Regions from separate parts of the Mus musculus genome. Here all the other regions are linked to region 2. The links are chromatin contacts, called in public Hi-C maps. All regions are on one chromosome and are shown on one strand. Each heading gives the region's core, a stretch centred on a gene start, on an enhancer-like site or on the middle of the called end of the contact. The rest is flanking DNA. Distances are from core to core; before and after follow the strand shown. Region 1 overlaps Gm32186 (a long non-coding RNA gene). Region 2 overlaps Zswim6 (zinc finger SWIM-type containing 6). Region 3 has its middle 12 kb from the start of Gm52061.

Region 1 (3,185 bases), core at 125-2,624, 190 kb after region 2:
TCAACCTTTAGAGAGGTTATGTCAATGTACACGCCCACCTGCTGAGAATGCAGAAGTGTCCTCATCAACTACATACAATACAATTTACATACATAGTATGTATATATAGTCTTTATTCTTTTGCCTACTTTATTTTTAATTGGAATATTCATCTTTTTCTTACTAGTTTGTAAGAACATTTTTTACATTCAATCTATTTTCCCTATATTCTGCAATTTAATGCAAGTTGCCAATTCACCACCAACCCCATACCGGGGACTGAACCCAGGACCTGACACAAGCTAGGCAACTGCTCTACCACTGTGACATATCTCAGTCTGCTGATTACATTTATGTTTAAATTGGCAGAGCCCAGATTCTTAATACTTTAGTTTATGGTTTCTGCTTTTGATGTTATTTTGTAAAGGCCTTTTCCACTTTGGAATTTCCCAACTATCTACTTGTATTTTCTCCTAGTGATTCTATTTTATTTAAAAATATTTCATATTAAATTTGTGGGTTTTTTAAAAAATGGAATCTAATTTTATTTTCCAATCTTTGTTACTGTTTCTGAATAATTTTTTATTAGATATTTTCTTTATTTGCATTTCAAATGTTATCCCCTTTCCTAGTTTCCCCTCCGAAAATCCCCTATTCCCTCCCCCTGCTCCCCAGTTTCTGAATAACTTTGATCATGCCATATACTATAACTGGTTCCCAAACAAGTATAGCCAGGAGGGAAGACCCTGTCTCCAAGAAACGCTGAGAGTAGAGATGAGGGCTTGACCCCATGTCTGGAGGTACACACAACAGTATCTAGACTTTGTCACTTTCCATATTATTTAAACCCTGGTTTTGCATTTGTGCAATGAACATAATATTAGGAACTATCTCCCCAAATGGTGGTGAAGATCAAATTGTAACATGCACATGAAACACGTGTGCATGGCTCAACGGGACTAACAATGAGTAGGAATAGGTTAGGAAGAAGGACTGTAGCAATTGTGTGACATGGTAATGTTAAAAAGAAATACATCGTCACCATCTATAGATACAACTATACTTACACCGTGGGTACATTGCTGTATAGTTGCAGAGAGCTCATCCAAGTCATTCGGAGGGTTCCCTGAAAGCTGGCTTGTACCCCTAAAGCCTGGCTCTGCTGGAGCCTGGACTGCACTGAACGCCCACATTTCAGGGGAGCCTAGTGCTGGTTCTGTTCACAGACTTACTTCCAAGGCCTTCTGCCTGACCTGCCCATGTTGAAGGGAATCAGAAGAACAACCTGACACTTGGAGAGCTCACGGGACAGAGAGCACTTGGAGTCTGTGCTCAGAGCGAGCAGCCCTCTCTCCCCCTTCCTGGCTCACCCCCAAGCTGAGGATGGCTGCAGAGAAATAGTCACTGGCCGTGAGCCAGGGACACCAGTCAGCTTAACCAAAGAAATCAATGGACACTGTGTCTGCAAATGAGGAAAGTGACGTGGTAAGGAGGCGTATGCCTTGTCCAGAATCACAAATACCCGGGGTGGCAAAAGCAAAAGGAGAAGCGGCCTCAAAAGGGGCCATTTCCCATGTCAGGCAGGCCCGGGTTCACAAAGGAACGGGCACGCTGCTCTTGAGCCCTGGGCGGTGGAGGCCCAACATATTTTTATGAGGCACAGACAATGAGTAGCCATTCAAAAGGCTGATGTTGCCTCTGCTTAGAAAAGGGCAAATATTTTAGGAATCCCTTGTTACTAGGCAAATGCCTGATGACTGTTTGGAGGACTGGAACTCAGCTGCATGCACAGTACCTTGGGCTTTGCCCTTTGATTCAGAGTTCTGCTTCCGCCAAGGAGTGGCTCTCTAGTTTGGCTGCACCCTGGAACAAGCTGTGAAGCTCTTAAGCGCAAAGATGCCAGGTTTCACTTCCAGAAAGATCGATTAAATTAGGGCATAGAATGCTATTGCTAAAAAGTTTTATCCTAGCCAAACATTTCTCAAATTTTAAAGAATTTTCTGAAAAGTTTGTTAAAATGTTCCAGACTCTGGGCCTGGACTTTGACACTCCAGTCAATCTCCTATAGGATGTTATGTTCCTGTGACCTGAGGGACGGGATAGCTCAATGACCATAGTGCTTGTTTGTTTTTGTTTTGTACAGATTAGAGCATTACTTAACCAGACAGTTGTCCTAGAGCTGAAATTAAGCAGAGAGGGAATCTATGATAGTTGTCCCCAGCCTGGAGGCCCAGCACACTGATGAGAGCCCTTAACATTCTGGCAAAGTCCCCTCATCACCCTGGAGGAGACCTTACATCTTCTTGGACTAGAGGAGTCATGTGCTTGGGCTTATGTCTCCGTTGTTAGGGTTGTTTGCTCTGTCCCCCATGGGGACATGGGGATGGGGACTATATGTCAAGAGTAACAGCACAGACCCTGGGAGAGTGAAAAGCAAGGGACGTTAGAGGCCTTCCACCTAAGGAAGAATGTGAACATAAACAGCAAAGATCTAAGGCCAGTGCACTCTGTAATCTTACAGGAACTGCTTCTGCTAATATTGGTCATCAACTTGACAGGCTCTGAAACCATCGATGAGAGGTAAGTTTGGGGAGGTCTAGGAGGGAGATGTTAGATTGGGTTAATTGAGATAGAAGCCATACCACAAGTGGGTGGCAACATTTCCTGGGCTGGAGTCCATTAAACAGAAGAAAAAAACAAGCTGAGCCTCTATCTTCTTCCCTCTTAGCTTTGCGACTGCAGACACGTGTGGGCAGCTGTTTTAAGCTCCTTCCCTTCCCCTTCACTTTGCAGCCATGAAGGAAGGGTGCGTACCCTGAAGCTGTGAGCCAAAATAAGTCCTTCCTTTCTGAAGTTACTTCTTGCCAGATATTTTGTCACAGCAGGGAACGAGTAACTAATACAGGTGCTCACTTAGAAGTTACCACAACATTGATGTGTCTTTTTGTTTCTTTGTCTTTGCTTTGTTTTTGGTTCTGACTATTGGTTTTGGGTTTTTGTTTTTGTTTTTGTTTTTGTTTTTTGAGACAGAGTTTCTCTGTGTAACAGCCCTGGCTGTCCTGGAATTGGCTTTGTAGACCAGGTTGGCCGTTATCCACCTGCCTCTGCCTCCCTTAGAGGCATGTGCCACCATGCCCTGCTTATTGATGTGTCATTTAAAAATCTCAGTAAATGAACTGTGAGATTACTGTGCTGGCTAGTGTTGC
Region 2 (3,090 bases), core at 573-3,072:
AAAAAAAAATCCCTAAAGAATATATTGAAAGGCATAGTATGTGTCTTAGTTAAGGGTTTTATTGCTTTGAAGCAACACCATTACCACAAGAACTCTTACAAAAGAAAACATTTAATAGGGGCTGGCTTACAGTTCAGAGATTTAGTCCATCATTGTCACAGTGGGAAGTCCACCCCTGTGACACACTTCCTCCAACAACCACAAGACTATAACAAGGCCACATGTTCAGTAATGTCACTTCTTATGAGTTTATGGGCCACTTTCACTCAGACCACCCCAGTATGACACGATGGCTCAGCAGGAGAAGACAACTGCCACCAAGTCTAATGGCTTGAGTTGGATCCCTAGGATGCATATGGTGGACACACATGGGGAAAACCAATTCTCTGAGGATGTCTTCTGACCTGTACATGTATGCTGTGCACACACACTCATGTATATGTAAAATTTTTTGAAGATTTATTCAGGTCTTTTATGTATATTTGTGTGTGCCTAAGTATATGTATGTCTAGGTGCCTGGAAGGTCAGAAGAGGGTGTCAGATCCCCTGCGGTTGGAGTTTTAGGCAGTTGTGAGCCTGTATTGTGGGTACCGAGAACAAAACCTCGATCCCCTTCCAAGAGCTCAGGTGCGCTTAGCTGCTGAGCCACCTCTTCAGCCTGTTGAAAAACAAAAACAAAATAAAAATGAATTTTAAGTAAAGCAACTACACATTAGGAAGACTGAAAGACCAATAGAAAATTGAACAAAGGGTATGGTGGGATCGTCTACAAAGAAGCAATCTGCTCTTAAAGGGTAAACATGCCCTGCTGCATCCCAAGGATGAACAGTGTGCATTAAAGTACTGAAATCTGTTCTCCAAAAAGAATTTTGGTAACAGCGGCTGAGCAAAGACTCTGCAGTCGTGTGTCACAAAGGGAACACACAGTACAAAATGCAGAGCTCGAGAGATGCTCGAGAAGATGTGCAGCTTCAGGTAGCAGCAGCGAGAGGGTGCTAGACAGCCTCTGTGAAGGAGGTGTGCACACACTCAATGTCCAGTGCAGGTGTTGCCTGGGATCCAGTGATGCTCCATGGAGGTGTTGTAATTAAAGATGGTTTAATGTAGTCCAGGCTGACCTTAAACTTGCTGTCTAGCTGTGGAGTTAGTCCCTACTGAGCACCATGCTGCCAGAGATAGGGCTGGGTAGCTATTCTGCCACTGTATGCCCTTTGCTCTGCAGTGTGACCTATTTGAAGCTACTCTATATATACACAAAAAAGTTTCTGAAAGCATAAATTATGAAGGGTCTTGAGAATATTAGAATATTTAGTGCTGCAGTGTAGCTCAGCGATAGCGTTCCCATGCATAGCCTGCTCAGGGTCCTAGTTTATTCTTCAGTATTATTATCATTAGGAAAAAAAAGGCTTAAGAATTAATAAAATGTTTTTATGCTTAAAAATTAACGTTATTTTCAGAAGCAAAATTTGGGTACTTTAGTTAGGTAGTGGGGAGCATGTGTGTTTAATTAAATTCCGTCTTCAGCAGTATTAAAAGTCAATCAGTTGTGATTTGGTGAGAACATATTACAGACTCATGGGAAGACTGAGTTGCAAGGAATGTTTTGGACCCAGAAAAGAAGGGGTTAAAGGTGAGATGCAGGTAAGAAAGGGTTAAGGGCATTATGCAAGCTGTTAAGTAAAAAGGAAGTGCATTACAAAATGCTGAGCTCAGGAGTCTGGCTGCCAGCCAAGCCCTTGCTTCCCTCACTACAGCTGAGGGCTTTCGAAGCTTCCCACCACTGGGTTTGTCTGAACTGTTTAGGAATGCGGCCGCGGTCGCCAGCTGACGTCAGCGCCACCGGTTCAGCCCCAGGCCAGAGCGGTGCTCAGACTCTGCTTGCTGGAGTGGGCGGGGAGGGGCGGGGCAGGGCGGGATCCGTAAGTGATTGACAACGAGAGGGTCGGATCGCTTTGGGTGCCGGAGAGGGTTACAGAAACCTTGGGGTGAGGGAGCAGGTTAGGAGTTTTTAATACTAAGATTGTCGATAATGATACTTTGTAGTAAAAGACAACAACTTTCTTTTTTGTAAGTTCGGTACGGCTTCTGTTTAATTTTAAACAAAACCAAATATAACTTACATATTAACTTGGATATTTCAAACTCTATTTCCCCTCTTTTGAGAAAGGAAGAGACTGTAAAGTCTTGCAGATTTTTCGGATGAAGGAACAGAAAGGTGGTTTTTGCTGGATACTGAGACCTTTGACTTTTGTTACTAAAATCCATTTTTATTTTTGACTTGGCACAGGAAAGAAATCTAAGAAGCTCTCATGCAGTGTAAAGCAGAGATCAAAAAATAGGGAAATATAAGTGAAAAAGAGTCAAATTCGAAAATATCTGCATGAAAACCATCCTGGACACGATAGCTCTGGGTTATTGAGGCTGACACATTAGCCTTTGAAGAAAAATGTTGGCTTTAACCATGATGGCATCTTTACTAGGCTTAGAGCTGTTTTTCTCTTAAATCTGTCCCTTTTCTGTGCCTGTTAACAGTTAACTTCACCGTTCACATTTGTTTTTCTTGACTTAATTAAATCATTTTGCTTAGTCATAGCTGAGAGTTTTGTTCGTCTTCTAGCTCTTGGTTAATGTGAGTGAGAATCACAAATTTATTAGCTATTTTTGTGTGTAGGGTGTTTAGGCAACTTGAGGTGTGGGTAGTGGACCTGGGACAGTCCTGGATGAAGGCTCTGAAAAGGGGTCACTGAACTTCCTGGAAAACTTCAGTGACTTGACTAGGTTAACAAAGAAAGGCTGCTTTGATTGGCTGCTGAAGTTACCTCTGCTGTTCATTTTAATTGACTGTTAAGAAACATCTTCTGGAGCTAGAGAGAGATGGCTCAGCAGTTAAGAGCACTGACTGCTCTTCCAGAGGTCCTGAGTTCAGCTCCCAGCAACCACATGGTGGCTCACAACCATCAGTAATGGGATCTGATGCCCTCTTCTGGTGTGTTTGAAGACAGCTACAGTGTACTCACATAATAAGTAAATAAGTAATTCTTTAAAAAAAAAAATCCAACTTCTTCTGCGTGATCTTGATCATTCCATTAG
Region 3 (3,069 bases), core at 440-2,939, 130 kb after region 2:
GGCGAAGTAACACAGTGTACTGTGCAGCTCGGCCTTTGGATCTTATGAACTATTCCTTGCAGAGCCAGCTCCCAGGTGGATCACTGTCCTTGCGAATGATCCTGTAGTGGAAATGACAGTAGTGGCAATATTTAAATTATTGGGTTTTTTTTTGTTTGTTTGAGCATCTATTTATTTACCTGGCCTGTTTAAGTGCTGACAGTACCATAAAAAAGGATAGTTCTTGGAGAACTACATACCAGAGACCAGGGTCAGCAAAGTAAATGTGTGAGTAACAGACAATAATCAGACTGTGACAAGTGTCATTGGGGAAAATAAAATGTGACAGAGAATAAGGAAACTAAAATGGGACTAATATGTGGGCATGGTGGGGGGGTCATTTTAGGAGAGAGTTCTGGAAGAGAGTGACATTGCAGTCACCCCTGAATGAGGGGAAGCAGTGCCACAAGCACTCTGGAGAAACACACCCAGATACAGAGCACACGTGTCAAGACTGGGGCCAAGAGGATGCCTGCCAGGAGGGTGGATCTACCGGAGTCTGGGGCACTGGAACAGAGAGCAATGAAGGACCAAAAGGACCAGACACTGTCTTCTACCAGTGCCACAACCCAGGTCCCCTGCTGTCCTGGTCATAAACCTGAGGTGTGGAAGAAGCTGACAGAAATACTTCCCGGAAATACACTGAGGTGGTTTCTGGAGACACACAGGAAATGGATTCTCTACTAGAAACTCAGGTCAGTGCTAGTCCAATGCCACCAGATTAAGGTCCCAAGTCCTCCTGTTCAGTCAGGAAGCCATTTTGTGTGGGTATCTGCTTTCCCCTTGGAGGAAGTCCTACACGGAAGTTCCATAGAGCCCTCACTTCTACCTCATGCTAACTCCCATACATCCCAGGACAATCACAGGGAACTTCTAATGTCATTACCTAGCAGCGGCAAAAGAGGGATTGATATTTCATTCCTTGGTAATTGTTACCAGCCTCAGTGCCTTTGATGGTTTTCCCCAGAAACAGGAGGACCTGGAGAGAGGGACGAGAAGGTGGTAGGTGACTCTGGCATGCCTTTATTTTGCTCTGTGCTCACAGCTGAAAGCACACAGTGTAGCGGCAGCAAAAACCTCCAGAACTGGCCGCAGGGTTGGGGGTGACTGGACCTTATCAACACCTAGTTTTGTAAAGTGCAGAAAGAAAAGGAATCCTTCCATACTAAACCAGACCCGCTAGTCAAATACTCATTAAAACCTGTCTGTGTGAGGCATCGTGCAAGAGGCCATGGGCACTGAAGGGAGAGATGTTTGAGCCCTTGTCCCCAGAAGCTTCCAGTCCCACTGTGGGATCTAAGAAAGACCCTGTGTGCATACACAGGTGGACCAAGAGATGATTAGCAAGCCATTAGGAGAGGAAGAGACGCTCAAGTGTTTAGGTTAACTTCTTATTTTTTTTCAGGGTAGAGGGTCTGGTCCCAGGTTGAGATCTGAGGAAGGAGAGGATGGAGGTGGCATGAGCCACCCCGGTCTGGCAGCTCAGCCCCCTCATAGAGTCTGGACCCTGGCTTTAAATGCCACTGTGAGGCTCTGCAAGGGAGGAACCGGGGTGTATGGTTTGAGCTGCTGAGTCAGAACACCTCCCAAACCCCCAGCACTTGGGGCTGTTTTTTTTTTTTTCCAGGACTGGTTTTGTCTGCTACGTGAGCCCATTTTGTCTTTGTGCCTCCTAACACAGTCTGTAGAACTCCCAGACTGCTTGATGCACAGTCATGCATAAAACATGTGCTACAGCAAGCACACACACACACACACACACACACACACACACACACACACGTCACTTTGACTTTTCAATGCTTTGTGCTAAGGGAAAAAGAAACAAGGTTAGCTTTCCAGCTTCCCACCCCCAAATTGTCCCCAGAATGGATAGACACAGCCTTCCTTTGTGCCGTTTGCCAAGGGCTCAGCGTGCCATGTGTGGCTGCTGTTGTCCTGACTCCTCTGGCTAAGGAGGAGCCTGCCCTCCCTCAAACCTAGGAATCTAGCTCATTTCCTGTATCTTCTATTTCACCGGACATGTGGCGCCCAGTTCCTGTAAGTGGCATGATGCAAGCCCAGTGGTTGGGGATGTGGCTGCTCAGGCAGATCTCTGTACCTTCTGCTGAGCTACAGGGCACATTCCCTCTCTCAGCCCCTCGTGTCTAGAGCAGCCTGGGGTGGGGTTGGGGCATCTCACTGGTGAGCACCTTGGACTCCAAGGAGCAGGAGAGGACGTGTGGAGAAAGCCACAAACAAGAACTGGACTCTTTCCGCAGTGAGATGTACAGATTCCTTGGGGGGACCCAGACTTTAGCAAATCAGAAGACTAAACACAGAAGAAAGTGAGAGGGCATTGGGGTCACAGGAGTCTTTGAAGAATACTTGCCTGGGCCTTGATTTTCAATGCAGTGAGGCTTCCCAGGCAAAAGGGAGTCACACTCTGCTAGTCAAGGCACACCCGACCTACATTTGATCTTGGAGAAACACTTTTAAATCGATCCAGTGCAGGGTCAGTTCGGTTTCCCAGGGGACCTTGTGTTTGACCAGGGCATGGAGAAATGATTTCCAAGGTGAGGCTGCCTAAAACTTAAGTCTAAATTTTCAAATGGAAAAGCCTTTCTGTCTTATTTCCTGGGTAGAAGCAAAATCTATTATCCACGAGTGTGGTTCAGGAAGCACATACAAAGCGCCTTGTACTAGTTTAAACTTGAACTCAGTTGTTGTGAGGCAGATGTGAGGTAGCCCCAGCAGAAGGCATTTCTTGGTGGAGGCTGACAGTGCTGCTGGTGAGGAAACCACCGTCCCCCACCCCCCCACATGCAGTCTGAGACGAGTGCCCTTTCTCCTCCAACCTCCATGCTCTACATAGACCAACCTGACTGGCTAGCACATCTGCATTCCAGGTGGGGAAAAGGAGGGTGAAGAAGGAGAGAATGAGACTCAGAGCTACATGTGCCATCTGGTCCACCTCCTGTTGGCCCAGAACTCAGGCTTAAAAAACAGAGCTAGCTAGCATCGGAAAGGCTAGGACATGTAGCCTTTGCC

What was found. Hi-C and Micro-C count contacts between places; a contact is called where the count stands out from the background.
Region 1: a contact with region 2 is called in a Hi-C map of cerebral cortex, with 1.9 times the contacts expected there. The contact joins two enhancer-like sites. A contact is called at or near these places in 1 of 39 promoter capture datasets (cranial neural crest), 2 of 484 Hi-C or Micro-C datasets (cerebral cortex and forebrain), 1 of 115 datasets of contacts at active chromatin or transcription factors (stem cell-derived neural progenitor cells) and 1 of 9 other capture datasets (embryonic stem cells).
Region 3: a contact with region 2 is called in a Hi-C map of cerebral cortex, with 2.9 times the contacts expected there. The contact joins two enhancer-like sites. A contact is called at or near these places in 3 of 484 Hi-C or Micro-C datasets (cerebral cortex and nephron progenitors), 1 of 115 datasets of contacts at active chromatin or transcription factors (pancreatic cancer cells) and 1 of 9 other capture datasets (embryonic stem cells).

Annotation. Positions count from the first base shown.
Region 1 is chr13:107,640,725-107,643,909 of GRCm38.p6, reverse strand. Gm32186 (a long non-coding RNA gene) reads left to right here. Exons shown (of 8, transcript XR_873933.2): 4 at 1-1,464; 5 at 2,501-2,559. Among named protein-coding and RNA genes, the nearest start is that of Gm32186, 22 kb to the left of the region's middle. Within about 2 kb of position 1,374, at least 63 of the 459 cell types and tissues checked have an H3K27ac peak or open chromatin away from gene starts, as enhancers often do. A contact at or near this core is called in cerebral cortex and forebrain, where this site is marked.
Region 2 is chr13:107,830,088-107,833,177 of GRCm38.p6, reverse strand. The region is part of intron 5 of Zswim6 (zinc finger SWIM-type containing 6); the gene reads left to right. Among named protein-coding and RNA genes, the nearest start is that of Zswim6, 58 kb to the left of the region's middle. Within about 2 kb of position 1,822, at least 111 of the 459 cell types and tissues checked have an H3K27ac peak or open chromatin away from gene starts, as enhancers often do. A contact at or near this core is called in cerebral cortex and forebrain, where this site is marked.
Region 3 is chr13:107,699,426-107,702,494 of GRCm38.p6, reverse strand. No RefSeq gene overlaps it. Among named protein-coding and RNA genes, the nearest start is that of Gm52061, 12 kb to the right of the region's middle. Within about 2 kb of position 1,689, at least 156 of the 459 cell types and tissues checked have an H3K27ac peak or open chromatin away from gene starts, as enhancers often do. A contact at or near this core is called in cerebral cortex, where this site is marked.